3 separate regions of the Mus musculus genome follow, and regions 2 and 3 are each linked to region 1. Evidence: chromatin contacts called from public promoter capture Hi-C data. All regions are on one chromosome and are shown on one strand. Each heading gives the region's core, a stretch centred on a gene start, on an enhancer-like site or on the middle of the called end of the contact. The rest is flanking DNA. Distances are from core to core; before and after follow the strand shown.

Region 1 (4,565 bases), core at 1,329-3,828:
ATGGAGTGGGAGGAGCAGGAGGAGAAGGAGCAGGTGCAATAGAGTGTGCAAACAGAAGAAACTCGGCATTTTCATAGCCATGGATTTAAGGCAGTCCTTTGAGAATGGAGCAGTATGGTAACACCAATATTTGCTTATATCTTCAAGCCAACTTCATAGGCTTTCTCTTCTCATATCATTGGCTCACCAGAACTTAACCTCAGCATCAATATTAACAGTATGGTGGGACATCATGCTTCATGACTAGGGAGCCTGAATGACAAGTGTGGAAAAGACTCCTGAAGGTAGTTCCTGAGGCTGTGTGCACTCCATCCTCTCCAGACCCACATGTCTGAATACTTGCTACTCAGCAAGTGACAGAGTCTGTAGAACCTTCTAGACATGATGCTTAACTCTGCCCCCAAGGGTTGAGAGTTGCTGACCCTGTCTCAGGCCTGCTGATACAATGTAACGACTGCCCCATTGCCACAGTTAAGAACTACCTGCCGCCATGCCTTTCCCACCACAATAGACTGTGTCCCTGAGCCCGAGCCAAATAAATCCCTTAAGCGATTCCTCTTGAATACTTTATTATGGAGACAAGAAAAGTAACAATTGCAGCATTGCAGGAAGGGCATGGACCAAAGTGACCATTCTAGAATGGAGGTAGCTATGCTGAAGCCAATAAAAGCCAGGCCCACGCTGTAGCCCCGCTGTTTCTGCTCCTGGCAAAGGCTTCAAAGGAAGCCCCAGGAAGAGTCCCATAATGGTTTGGGTCTCAGGGCATCTGTGGCACTGTTTCTTGTGGTGAGGGATGAAGGGCTCTTGCCTAGGAGATTAATCAGGACAACATGCAAACCACAGCAGCCTCTGCACAGTGAGAGGGAAACTGCTCTTCAAGGTTCTGGAAGAGTTAAAGGCAACATGGAGCAGCAAGAGAAAGAACTCTGTAATTCTGAATGAGTCAAGTAGATTAAAAACCACGCACACTCCATTTTGCAAGCATCCTTACAAACCCCAAACACGTGAGAGCAGTTGGCTTTAAGAGAGGGAACTAGGAACACTGGCTCGTGCCTGTAATCTCAGTACTGAGGAGGCTGAGGCAGGAGAATCGCAAGTTCAAGGCCAGCCTGGGCCACATAGCAAGTTTGAGGCTAGCCTGGGCTGCATGAGACCTGTCTAACAACAACAAAAGTCCACAAAGGAAGAGAACAGGAGGGGAATGGCAGTGGACCAAGACAAGTACTGGGCTCACGTCAAAGCTTCACTCCACAACACCTTGTAGAGAATGTCATCGTTGCTTTAGCCTGTAAAAGAAACAGCAGTGAGTAGATCTGTAGTGTGCGCCGTGTGACCCAGACCTGTCTGAAATGCTGGTCCATGGAGACTTGTTCCCGGGTGAGGTTCCACAAAGACCTCTGGTCCCATGTGTGCAGGGTAAGAGACTGCCTGGACAGCCTCACCCTGGCTCCCTAGCAGGCTCCTGGGTGAATGTGTATGTGTGTTCATGGGGTGGGGGTGTGATGTGTGCACACACCTGCACACTTTGGGGATGTGAGCAACACACAGGAGATGAGATTCAGAGCCCCAATGAAGATCAAAGTTTTAACTCACAGGCAGAAGAAATGGCTCAGCATTTAAGAGAACTGGCTGCTCTTCCAGAGGTCCTGAGTTCAATTCCCACAACCACATGGTGGCTCACAACCATCTGTAATGGGATCTGGCGCCCTCTTCTGGCATGCAGGTGAACGTGCAGATGGAGCACTCGTAAACACTAAATATATAAATAAAATAAATAAATAAAATCTTTAAAAGAAATTTAAGATTTCTTTGGTGGTTTTGAGAATCCCCACCAACATTAATTCCTCTCTTCAGATTCCAAAGTCCCTTCTGCTTGAAAATGCAAACGTGTACCTGGCAGCCCCTGTGTGGTTGGTTGGCTGTCTCAACAGCTTCCCTCATTAACTCCCAGGCGGTTTTGTGTTTGTTTGTCTGGCAGATTAGCGCCTATCACCTGGAAAACTGAGAAAACCAAGCCTAAAGGGATGAGCCACTAGATCTGGATAAGAGCGGGGGCAGTGGAGGGAGTGTGTGTGGCGGGGGTGGGGGATGGGGGGTGGGGGGGGGTAATATCCCAGGGAGCTAGGTACAAGGTAGGGGCCAGGCTTCCCAGCAGAGGACTTCAGACTTCAGGATATATGTATGTTCCAGCTGGTGAGGGGGCACAGAAGGCAAACATGTGAGTTTGCCAGGGGATGCTGGGATCTGGAGGCATCAACCCACCTCCTTGCCCAAATCAGGCAGTGTAGGGATTGGGGGGAGTCTGCAGCACCTGAAAGGGTTCCAGGCCTCTTCCTGAGCCTTGGTTTATTGCCCTCTGTCTCTGCCCTATTGGCACGTGTTCTATGGGACTCTGTTTGGTTTAACCCCATATTCTTCACGTTCTTCTGTTTCCCTTTACTGTGGGAGGAGACAGGCTTGACTTCATGCTCATGGCTCACATTTCCCGTTTACATCAGGAGAGCTGGTGAGCACCTCGGGAGAGAAGCTGCTTCCTGGAAGCCAATTGCCCTCTGACTTCGTGCCCTCTGACCCCACGCCTCTGTCACATGCCACACTAGGGAAGAGAACCTAGAAGCGTGTCCTTTTGGACTTGGCCTGGCAGATTGAATATGGTCCTCTAAAAGATATGCCTAAGTCAGACCGGTGCCTGGGACTGTGCCCTCATCTATGGCCTACAAGCACTCTCTAGCACTGAGCTATATCCTCAGCCCTGGAAACAGGGTCCTTACGAACTGAGTTAAGTTAGTGCTTGGCTTAGTCCATTTGAGCTGTCAGTTGGAACAGCCATGCCATATACCAAATGGCTTATACACTAGAAATGTATTACGCACATGTCTACAGGCTGGAAATGCTCAGTGAAGACCACTCTCTGCTCCTTTCTGTGTCCTCACATGATGGCAGGGCAAGAGCCCCCTCTGGGGTCTTATAAGAGTTCTCCCTTCTCTCCTGATCACGTCTCAAAGACCTTGTCTTCCAATACCTTCCATAACAGCATATTGGGGATTAGACTTCCACATACAAATAAGGGGCCAGGGTTGAAGAATTTGGGGGCTGACACAAACAGGCAGGAACTGCGGTCATGCAGACAACAGCCAAGGAAGGCCTGCCAGTGGTACCAGAAACTAGAAGCAGCAAAGCCCAGCCCCCAGTGCTTTCCCTAAGGGAGCATTTTGTACTCCCTTTCGTACTCTACTCATTTTGCAGAAAAGAGAAATCCCTTGGGTACGAAGGGCTGAGCCCCCAGCTACATCAGCCAGGTCCAGCATGGGGCTGGAAGCCCCATGCCTCGCCATGCTGGCCTTCCTTTTGTAGCACCTCCACAGGAGCCTGAAGTACAGAGCAGTGTGGGGAGGCTGGAGAGCCCGAGGTCCTTGGCAGGAGTCACCCTGATGCTGTCTTCTCGGCTGCATCCTAGAGTCACTTCCAGCCACCTCCTGAGCTGCATGGAGGGCGGTGCCAAGCCCACCAGCTCACTTCAGGTGGTTTCATGCCCCATAAGAGAGTCAATCAGAAATAACACACGCGGCAGCCGGCCTGGGGCCTAACGCTCCAGTGGGCAGCTGCTGAGGTGACTGCCGAGAAAATAAACTAATTCCCAGCCCTGGTGGGGAGAAATAACAGCATCAGCCATGAGCACAAGCAAAGCCCTGGTCTGCAGAGCCCCAGCCAATAAAGAGAGCTAAAAATATAAGCAGGCCATGCGCCTTCCCTTCCCTACCGCTGGCCACATCGCTCGGCTTGCTGAGAGAGCTTCATGTCCAGGCAAGTGCCTGTCTGCTCTATGGCCTTGCCTCAGGCGTGGCCAGAGTGGCCTGTGCTGGAGGCACAGGCCTGAAGAAGAGAGAAGGAAAAGATGGGGTGGTCCCTCTGGCTCCCAGGAGCTCCTGGTGAGACCTGACTTGGTCATGTAGCCCCAGGCTACTCCCTGTCGGCTCACCCGAGTGCTAATTGTTACTGATGAAGGATTCCAAATACCTGGATTGGAGCTGGGCACTTGGAGCCTGTCTGTCTTCGTGTGAGGGAGCAAGCAACCCCACATTGGTTCTCTGTGAAAGTGGCCTGTGACCCACAGAAAGCAGATCCTATCATGGGCCTCTGGCTCTTGACACAGCCTGTGGTGGCATCCAGCAGGCAAGATGTGTAGCCTTGAAAGAATAAACTTAAGCAAGCTGTGGTGGTACCTACCTATAATACCAGCACTTGGAAGATAGACTTAAAGGGGTCCAGGGGTCCAAGGTCATACTTAGCTACACGGATAGTTCAAGGTCAGCCTGGACTGCCTAAAACACTTTATTAAACAATAAAAACAATCCACCAAAGCAAAAAGAGCTAGTTAAAGGAAAAAAAAATTATCAAAGTGCTAAGTAAGTTAGACAGACTCCACCTCCCCACACCCCCCAAGACTCCCACAGAAGTTGAATTCTCAGAGTCTTAAGTTAGTGGTATTAAAAAGGAGAAGAGAGCAAACCTGGAGAGATGGCTCAGCAGTTAAGAGCATTGACTGCTCTTCCAGAGGTCCTGAG
Region 2 (4,565 bases), core at 1,159-3,658, 450 kb before region 1:
AATTCAGGTTGGCAGGCTCGGTGCTTTTACCTGCTAACCATCTTTCCTCACTTAACTATAAACTTTAATCGGTATGTCAATCTCCATAAAATAGTTCGTTGCAGTTTTGATTAAGATTTTATTGACTCTATAGAGCAAGTTGGGGGAAATGGACGGTTTAACACTACTGGGTTTTCTAGTTCATTAATATTGATTACCTATTTAGTTATTCAGATTTTCTTTGATTGATTAACCAGTGTTTAGTTTCTTCTCTCATAGAACCTACGTTTTTAGACTTATATCTACATATTTTACTTTTTTGCTTCTTTATTTCAGTAGTTAGTATTATTATTTTTATTTCAAATCTAATAATTTACTATTGTCATACAAGAAAGCAGTTCACCTCTGTCTCTTAGCCTTGTACCCTGAATTCACCTGTCAGCCTTGTATCCTGAGACCTTGCTATACTTTTTATTAATTCCAAGAAGTATAGCCCACCATACCAGGATCAATCTCATGTAACTCTGGGAAGCGACTGTCTAATACTTCAGATGTTTTACACATGGAAAGCATGCGTGCCATGAGCAAGGTCAGCTTTTGTCCTTCTTTCCAATCTTTATCTTCTTATTTCAGGACTTACGACATGACGAGGGTAGGAATACTGCGAGAGCACCTCAGTTGCTCTCAGTATTCCTACCCAAGGCTCTCAGTCTTGGGAAACTGTCGAGCTTTCTTAGCGTGAACTATCTAAGCAGTAGGTTGCTTTGCTTCACAGTCTTCTGACCCCTCCCCCCTGCTCTGCTGTGTATTCCCGCGGAAGCCCCTACCCTCTCAGATGTGCTACCCTACCTTTTAGCAGCCAAGAGAGCTAGTCTCCTTTTCACGACACTCTGGTCAGAGCCGTTCTGTTTTACATCATAAGTTTATTATTAGCATGTGCATCTGTACATGGGTGTGAGCACACGTGTGTGTGTGTGCTGTGCATGTATGTGCGTGTGCTCATGTAGGGGGGGCATGTTTTATGTTTTGAAGCAGCTTCAGGTTCTCACCAGAGGTGAGGCGAGGGCCCAGAGATTCTTTTTACGTTTGCATCTCCATATAGACATCTTTCTTCATCATTAATATTGCCACCAGAATGGTACATTGATTACAGTGATGAGTCTGTAGACATTTTGGAGAATTTTTTTTTTTTTTTTTGGTTTTTCTAGACAGGGTTTCTCTGACAGCCCTGGCTGTCCTGGAACTCACTCTGTAGATCAGGCTGGCCTCGAACTCAGAAATTCGCCTGCCTCTGCCTCCCAAGTGCTGGGATTAAAGGCGTGTGCCACCACGCCTGGCGAGAATTTTTTTTTAACCATTGAGGAAATTCACCTCTTCTTTAGTGTTCTGAGGTTAGTGGTTGTTTTGTTGTTGTTGTTTTTAGTCGTGGATGGGTATTGGATTTTGTTAACCGCTTTTCTTATTCTTCATTAGCTTGCTGATGTTCTGAATTACATTAATAGACTTTTAAATATTTAACTAGTGTTGCCTAGTTGGATCACACCCCACATGGCCCTGATGGATAGGTCTTTTTTTCACTGATGGATCCAATTTGTTCACAGTTTGTTGAATATTTTAATGTATTTGTTCATATACATGTCTGCATTCTCCCTTCCCTCCAATATTTTCCTCTCAGCATTAGGGGAGTGCTGACTTCATTTATCCGGGTTAGAGAGTGTTCACTCAGACAGTCCGGCTGGAGGATACGGCAGGGCTTATCAAGCAGATGCAACTCCAGTTGATACACACAAAGTCCTCATCCTGTATCTGTACCTTGGACAGTGTGCTTATTTCCTGATTCAGCAAATCTCAGTTTTTAGCCCAGACCTGCTGTGTCACCTGCATGATCATGGATCCACTAATGGCTACTTCAGCAAATAATTCCTGAACCCATGCCAGGCTGGAAAAGAGCAGTGAATAAAAAAAGAACAAAATTCTTGACTTCTACCTTGTATTTTTTTTTTCCCCTCATGATTCACTGAACAACTTCCTGTATTTTTCCAGTATCTACACAATGAGCTAAGCATGGTGGCACATGCCTTTAATCCCAGCGCTCAGGAGGCAGAGGCACCTGGAGCTCTGTGACCTCAAGACCAGCCTGTTCTATGAAGTGGGTTCCAGATCACACAGTGAGACCTTCTCTCAATAAAACATTTAAAAAAAAAGATAATCTGTCTGCCTGGTTGGGACAGCTGTGTTACATAAGCTAAGGCACGCTAAGGCATGTAAGAACATTCTGTGTGCCTGCTACTGTTATTATCATTATGCACCAATAGTTTAACATTGTTCTGTATTGGCTGATTCAGTAGTTACAATCTAGCCTTAGAGATGCCCAGGCCACTCCCCCACTCCCTGCCCTAACTCTGTAGTCCTGTAGTTTCTGGCTCTCTGCTTCTGCAGGTGGCCCTTGTGACCTCTGGATTTACTCATCTATCTTATGAAATCCCTTTGTTGACCTAGAGTTACCTTGCTTGGCAAATAGTTGGGTAACTTTCTGCTTTTGAAATTACAAAAAAATTGCAGTGTGTGTGTGTGTGTGTGTGTGTATGATAGGTATGTGGGTTTAAGTGCAGACACACACATGCCACAATGTAAGTAAGTGTGGAGGTCAGAGGACAAGCTTGGGTATCAGTCCCAGCCTTCCACTTTGTGTGAAACAGGGTCTCTGTTTGCACTCACTGTGTGTGCTAGGGTAACTGGCTTGAGAGCTTCCAGCCATTCTCCTGCCTTTCCTCCCACTCTGCTGTAGGAGCGCTATGGCTTCAGGTACATCCTGCCGTGCAGGTTTATGTGGGCTCAGAGGATCTAAACTCAGATCCTCATGTTTTCTTCTTAGGGCTAACTGTCTCCTCAGCCCTACACTTTAATTTATGAAAAGGAAGGAGGTGAGGAACACAATTTATTGATGATCCAATGGTTTTTTGTCTGTATGCTCTCTAAAGATTGTGGACTTTTGGCTTAGGTTACAGTGATAGTGGATTCTATTAGTTCTCTTTAGTCATGCCTGAACATAAGTCAAAAACCTGCTGTCTGGAGCACTCTAGCATGGATAGCCTTCACTGCTTAGCCTGACCCAGTGGAGATGAGAAAGAAAACACCCTCCCTCCTGTTAAGGAGCCTACCTCTGTTCCAGAAATCTGGGGCTCTTCATCTTCACTGTGTCCACAAAGATCCCCAAAACAACACCTGCTCAGCCTGACAGTGGCTCTACCCTACCTAGAGAGCGAGCTATGTAAAGATAGGTAATTATAAATAAAGTCTTATTACTCTCTTTGGCTTGGCACCATTAAACACAATAATCAGATTTGAATGCCCCATTGCCATGGATTTCATTCCCGGCCCAGATGGCATCCCTGAGTTCTAATCCTCGCTCACCGCTTTAGCCGTCCTCACATGTTCTTGATTCTACATCAAATTAGGTCTTTGCTCTTCACTCTCCTCCCCGGAAGTCAACATTTTAAGCACTAAGTTTTACATCGTTCCACATTTCTCTTCTTTTCCCTGCAAGACACCTGAGTCCAGTGCTGGAGGAAGCTGCTTTCTAATCTCTGGTTGTTGTTTCATTTCCTCTCTCCAGCATTTGGACCTTTCATGGCCACCCTTTCTCCGGCTAATGAGCTTGTTTCTTTCCAGCATCCCAGCCTTTTGCGTTTTCTCTCTTGGTTTTATATATGTGCTTGAATGTGTTCTCACAACTGACTGTGTAGTTGGAAGTGTTGTGGCTGAACAGTATTTGGAGACAAAGCTGCTTGACCTCAGCCTGGTTCAGTCAGTTGCCTCAGGAGCAGCTTGGCAGGTACTGGCTCCCGCATTGGGTCAGCTCCTGGGCGCCCCCTGCAGTCTTCCTACATTTGTAGCATCTGCAACCTCATTCCCTTCCTTTGCACACTTCCCACACGGCCCCTATCCCCACCCCTGACAGCAAGAGTGATGTTAAGAAAGACAGATGACACCCAAATGGAGGTGACAAAGGAATCGCATGAGAGACATAACAACAAACAGAGCTCTGAGACATGTTTTCCCCAAAGACTCCATCCCTTGCCGCACATCTGACTTTCTCTAGGGAAGGAAATGAAAAGACACTGTGGACTCCAGCAGTTTAGACTCCTTTGGGTTACAAGCCTTGTTAGAGGAAGCTGAGCCTGAGAATAGATTTATCTCTTGAGAAAACAGGAACGTATCTCATAGCAAGCACTGAAAAGATGAATTAAATTATCTAGTTATAATTGCCCCAAGAAGCTAATCTTAGTAACCCAGAGAGAGGAATAATTATGTTGGATGAGTAGTAAAGAATGTGGATTCTACCTCTGGAATCTTCTTTTATTTTTAATTATGGCAATCACATCAAATCAACCAGTTTAGTCTTTTTAAGGCTATAAGTGAGTGACAATAAGTGCAGTCACGATGCTATATGAACACCATCAGTCTTTATTGCTACAATGTTTTTATTACCCCAAAGGAAAACTTGTGTCCTTTAAGCAATAACTGTCACCACTTTCAACTGTTAATAGCATCTATTCTAGTTTCTGTCGGGGAACTTGCCAACT
Region 3 (4,565 bases), core at 1,300-3,799, 350 kb before region 1:
CTTCTCTCCAGCATGATACCTGTTGATGTGCATGCCTGCTTTTCTCTGTGAAGTCTAAGCACCGCTGAGGGCAGGAATGCCATTTCTCATCTTTATCTCCCCTTTCCGAATCTTGTAGAGAGTACTATGACCATAGTAGACAATTATCAAATGTTTAAATCATGTCTGCTGAGGCATGAGAAGTAATTTCATAGATTGCTTTTGAGTGGGCATCATTTTGCCTACTCGAAACCCTCTGTTAATCTCTGGATGCCTCTGCTAGCTCTGTTCAGCTGGGGCTCCTGTCCTGGGTTCATAAGTCCCAGGAGGGCGTCTTTGCTTCCCTGGTTTCTCCCTTCCCTCTTAATTGCATTGCTTGGTTTTGCTGGATAGTTTACACCTGGATTAGATGTTGGCAGCTACATCATTTCCCCACTCTGTTTTAGCCTAACTTCTGCCATTGCTTAACCAGCCCTGCCTCTTTCTGTATGGTTTCCCCTTAATGTACATTCTTTTAGCACAGTGTAGCTTGAGTTCAATCCACCCAGCGGGGTTATTTTCAGGATTTTACGTGTCTTTGAAGATCAGTCCCTATTTGACTCTGTCTTTTAACACCTCTGTTCTTACTCAGGGTTTTCCAAATGTCTTCTCTCGGGTATGTTGATTCATCGACGTCTTTAGGTGGACTTTTTACTCAGGGCTGTTTTTTTCCCTCTTCTGTTGTCGACCTTGCTGGTTGTCAGATTATTTCTTTGCTGGAACTAATTTTAAAATCAATTAGAGAGCTTTTCCCGTCATCTTTCTCTCTTTATTTATGAGGTGCTGATTGCAGAACTACCTACACTGTGTTTAGATAAATTACTTTTTTTTAAAAAATGTAACATTTATATTCAAGGCAAGTTTAGTGCAGCCATCCAATGCTTTGCAGTTTTGCAGGCCAGAGCTGTAGGCTTCATTCCTTGGTGGGCTAATTAGCTTTGGGCTGGGAGAATTTTTGTTCTGTTTAGAAACCAAACATTTAAGTTCCTCATGTATTCTAGACTCTGTGGTTCTGAGGAATTGTTTTTATTAACAAGATGTTTATAATTTTAGGCGTGTGCGTGTGTGTGTGTGAGTGTGCGTGTGCGTGTGAGAGAGTGTTGGCCAGCAGGTGGATGGTGGATGGAATGATGGATGGTGGTGCTTTGCCCCCACTGTTCTCAGTAAAGGCTTTTCAGCGCTGACTAGAAAGGGAAGCTGAAGGACACAGATGCTTGCTCTTTCCCCAGCAACTGACAGGCCTATTGGTTAGGCATATTTTTGGTGTCACTTTTCATTTTAGCCTTTCTTTGAATATTTGCAGTCATTTTATAGGGCGTTCACATTTTATAGTTCTAATCCACCCACTATTATGCTGTGTAGCTGGATTGGCTTACAGAATCTTATTTATGTCCACCTTGGTGGAGGGCTGCTTTGCAACCAGACCTCTGTTCAGCTTAGCCGTGAAGACATTGTAGAAACTCGGTGTTCTTTACTCTGTCATTTCTCTGCTTGGCATCAGTCTGTCCTTGTTTTGTTGTGTGGCCCTCGGTAAGGCTGAGCAGCAGCAGCAGCAGCGTGTGATGTAGGGCATCTGATAGGCTTGCTGGCCCCACACTGGTCCTCAGTTTCTGCTTCTGTCAACGCAGAGTCTGGAAAATCTATACATTAGATGGTTATAATTTCTAGTTTCTGCTCGCTTGCTTGCTTTCTTTTTTCTGTCTCTATGCAGTTTGATTTTCTGGGTCAAGTAGATTCCTCATTTCTTCAAGTCTATTGCAGGCTAACCATGTAGTTGGTACTCAGTTTTATAAGGTGCTTGAATTCTCAGTAGCTCCTGCTCATAGTCTTTGGCTGCAGATTGGCAGAGTACATTGACCCTTAACTGTGATTCTGCCATTAGTCCACCAGAAGACCAGGAGGCCCAGACTCTTTCCTTGGGTGGCTGCCTTTTGTAAGGTGGGCTGCAATTAGGAGAAAGCCTCCTCCTTATTCATATGAAGTTTGCTTAGCATCTGCTTCTCCAGCTGGATGGCTAGTTTTAGATGACTGGTGTGCAGGAGCTGTAGGTGGAACTTTGTAAGGGATTGCTGGTGTGTGCAGGGTTCCCTTGTCAGCCTTCTGCTCCTCCAGGCTTGGTCTTGAGGCCCAGGCCCTATGAGTTGGGGTGCAGGTGTATTGAGTACCCTCATTGGAGCTTCTTTACCTTTTACTGCAGCGGATGGGAGAGAGCTCACTGTGTTTACATGGCAGATCGACAGACAGTGTCATGTGCTAGTTTGACGGTAGGGATATCCAGATTATTAGCCCAGTTAGCAGGGAGACTTCACATCATTCAACTCACCTTATTGTATCCACTTGTGATTTCTTATAAAAAGGGAGGAAGTTCTGGTAGCACTTTGCTGGTCCCTTCCAGCGTGTGTTAAACCTCCAACTCAGCGTTTTCCCAGGAAAATGTCCGAGTTCCTTCCTGCCGCCTGAGCTACTTGGAGCCTTTCTGTCAGAGCACAACTGTGGCTTGCCTGGAAGATTGCTCTGAGCCCCACCTCCTCCCTCTAAAAGCTTTTCGCCTCACTCCGCCTGCTTTGCCTACTCCAGTCCTCCTCTGAGGAAGAGTAGCTGACTCCTTCAGCTCAGGCAGGCTTATCTGCAGGGGAGCTTAGTTAGTTCTGGGCTGCCTGGATCTAGAAATAGCAGAGCTGTGGAAGATGACTGCTCCTCTGGGTAAAGAACAGCAGGTAGAGGAAGGCAGTTCCTCTTGTAAGGAGAGTTCTCAATCCAAGAAGATAGAAATGAGCCTGATACTGTTGAAGGAAACTGACAAATGTAAAACTCAGTGCAGTAAAACCCTGCAGCCTTTCGTTTCTTACCACATCACCTAGCAAGAAATGTGTTCTGAGGGCTGGAGCGGTAGTGTTTCGTCCTGTCCTGCCTGTCTGTGTTATAGATCTGCTCGCATGTACTCAGGGAAGCAGGTGCTCTCTGGCAGAGTCCCGTTGTTTCTGTTCTCTTTCCTCATCTCGCTCTTAGTAGATGTCCCTGCAGGTGTGATCATGGCTGTGCTTGCTTTTGCATTTTATTTGGATCCCTCCCCCATCCTAGGTTCTTCCATCTCCACTCGATGATCTCTCTCCCAGGAATGGATTCTCCTACAGGAAATAAGAGGTGACCCCTTGTATTTCAAATGAAGAGTCTCTCCTAGTGAACAGTCTAGGCAGCTTGGTTGGTGGCTCGCTCCTGCGCCTGTCATGTTAGCCTCACAGGAGCTCCTTGTGTACCTTGTGTCGCTTGTAAAGCCTTGCTGTGGCTTTCCATGCAACACGAACCCGTCGTGAATTCTTAGCGTTGTTAAATTGTCTCTCATTTAGCTGCCTTGCTGTGGTTCATCCAGAAAGAGCAGCTTCTTGAACATGAATTCACTACCTCAGAAAGGGGCAACAACAAAACCGCCTTCTACTTTGCTTGAGCAACAACAACATTTAAACTGTTTCTGTAATGCCGTGGTGTACTCTACAAACTACATTTGTGCAGTTTAAGCAAGACTCGTGTCCTGCTTCTAGAATTTAAATCAGTTGATGCTTTCATTGGCATATTTTCTTGCTGATATTTATAGATACATATTTAAGGAGACTTGTCAAGGCTTTTAAATAGTGAGGTAGACTGGTCCTCATTTTAACTTTTTTTTGTTGTTGTTGTTGTTGTTGTGGGGTTTTTTTTTTTTTTTTTTTTTTTTTTTTTTTTTTTTTTTTTTTTTTTTTTTGATACAGGGTCTGGTTCTAGCTGCCCTAGAACTTGCTATGTAGATTCACCTCCCTCTGCATTCTAAATGTCTGGATAAAAGGCATGTGCTACCACGCCCTGCTCACATTAACTGTTTTAATGTCCTCCTTTAAACTTGGTACTTCGTACTAGTAGTAGGAGATTTAAAAAATATAGCTGCTAGAAAAGGTAAGCTTTGCCTCATTGATGTTGTGGGAGGTCGCAAGCCTTCAGCAGGTTCCTCTTCTCTTTATAGATAGGCTTACTTTCTTTGCTCTTTTTTTTTTTTTCTTTTTCCTTTCCTGACCTCTCAGATCCTGGGATGATAGTCTATACCTGGCTCATTCCCCTCTGATTACCATCTTACATCATTCTTTCTTCCCAATTGCATGGTCTTCATTACTAAAGTTTCTCTTTCTCCTTTTCTCCCTCTTCAACAAGTCCATCTCGGCTCTGTTGTTTGCTTGTTGTGGGCTGGTCTGTCTACTTTGGGGATCTTAAGCTTCTGTGGTAAGGAGAGCTAACTGCTTTCACATGCAATCTGGCACAGAGGCCATAACATTCTAAGCACAGTGTTTATATATGTGTGTGTGTGTAAGGGGAACACATGGATTTTATAGCTCAATGTTCCCATCCATGCATTCAAATAGTTGTGCACTGGAAACATTTTGGGGAAAACCATACATCTATATTCAATAAGAACTGATTTTTCTTATCCAAATAGTCAAATCTAGGACTTCACAAAAACTTGCCATTATTTCTTAAACAAATGAGCATTCAAATAACCTAGCCCCTTCATTCCATTTTCC

What was found. Promoter capture Hi-C pulls out the DNA fragments that hold promoters and counts their contacts.
Region 2: a contact with region 1 is called in a promoter capture Hi-C map of liver, with 2.3 times the contacts expected there. The contact joins two enhancer-like sites. A contact is called at or near these places in 8 of 39 promoter capture datasets (the 3T3-L1 cell line, embryonic stem cells, hippocampal neurons and 2 more), 1 of 484 Hi-C or Micro-C datasets (nephron progenitors), 7 of 115 datasets of contacts at active chromatin or transcription factors (the 230-238 cell line, the NIH/3T3 cell line, double positive thymocytes and 2 more) and 2 of 9 other capture datasets (adipose tissue and liver).
Region 3: a promoter capture Hi-C map of liver shows a contact between it and region 1, with 2.0 times the contacts expected there. The contact joins two enhancer-like sites. A contact is called at or near these places in 1 of 39 promoter capture datasets (liver), 13 of 484 Hi-C or Micro-C datasets (the C10 cell line, the C2C12 cell line, Th2 cells and 8 more), 6 of 115 datasets of contacts at active chromatin or transcription factors (differentiating embryonic stem cells, embryonic stem cells and hepatocytes) and 2 of 9 other capture datasets (adipose tissue and embryonic stem cells).

Annotation. Positions count from the first base shown.
Region 1 is chr6:28,902,908-28,907,472 of GRCm38.p6, forward strand. It overlaps a transcript of Snd1 not described here. Among named protein-coding and RNA genes, the nearest start is that of Gm40357, 60 kb to the right of the region's middle. Within about 2 kb of position 2,579, at least 17 of the 459 cell types and tissues checked have an H3K27ac peak or open chromatin away from gene starts, as enhancers often do. A contact at or near this core is called in liver, where this site is marked.
Region 2 is chr6:28,456,898-28,461,462 of GRCm38.p6, forward strand. No RefSeq gene overlaps it. Among named protein-coding and RNA genes, the nearest start is that of Pax4, 9.8 kb to the left of the region's middle. Within about 2 kb of position 2,409, at least 13 of the 459 cell types and tissues checked have an H3K27ac peak or open chromatin away from gene starts, as enhancers often do. A contact at or near this core is called in liver, where this site is marked.
Region 3 is chr6:28,552,627-28,557,191 of GRCm38.p6, forward strand. All of the region lies in intron 10 of Snd1 (staphylococcal nuclease and tudor domain containing 1), which reads left to right. Among named protein-coding and RNA genes, the nearest start is that of Snd1, 75 kb to the left of the region's middle. Within about 2 kb of position 2,550, at least 26 of the 459 cell types and tissues checked have an H3K27ac peak or open chromatin away from gene starts, as enhancers often do. A contact at or near this core is called in liver, where this site is marked.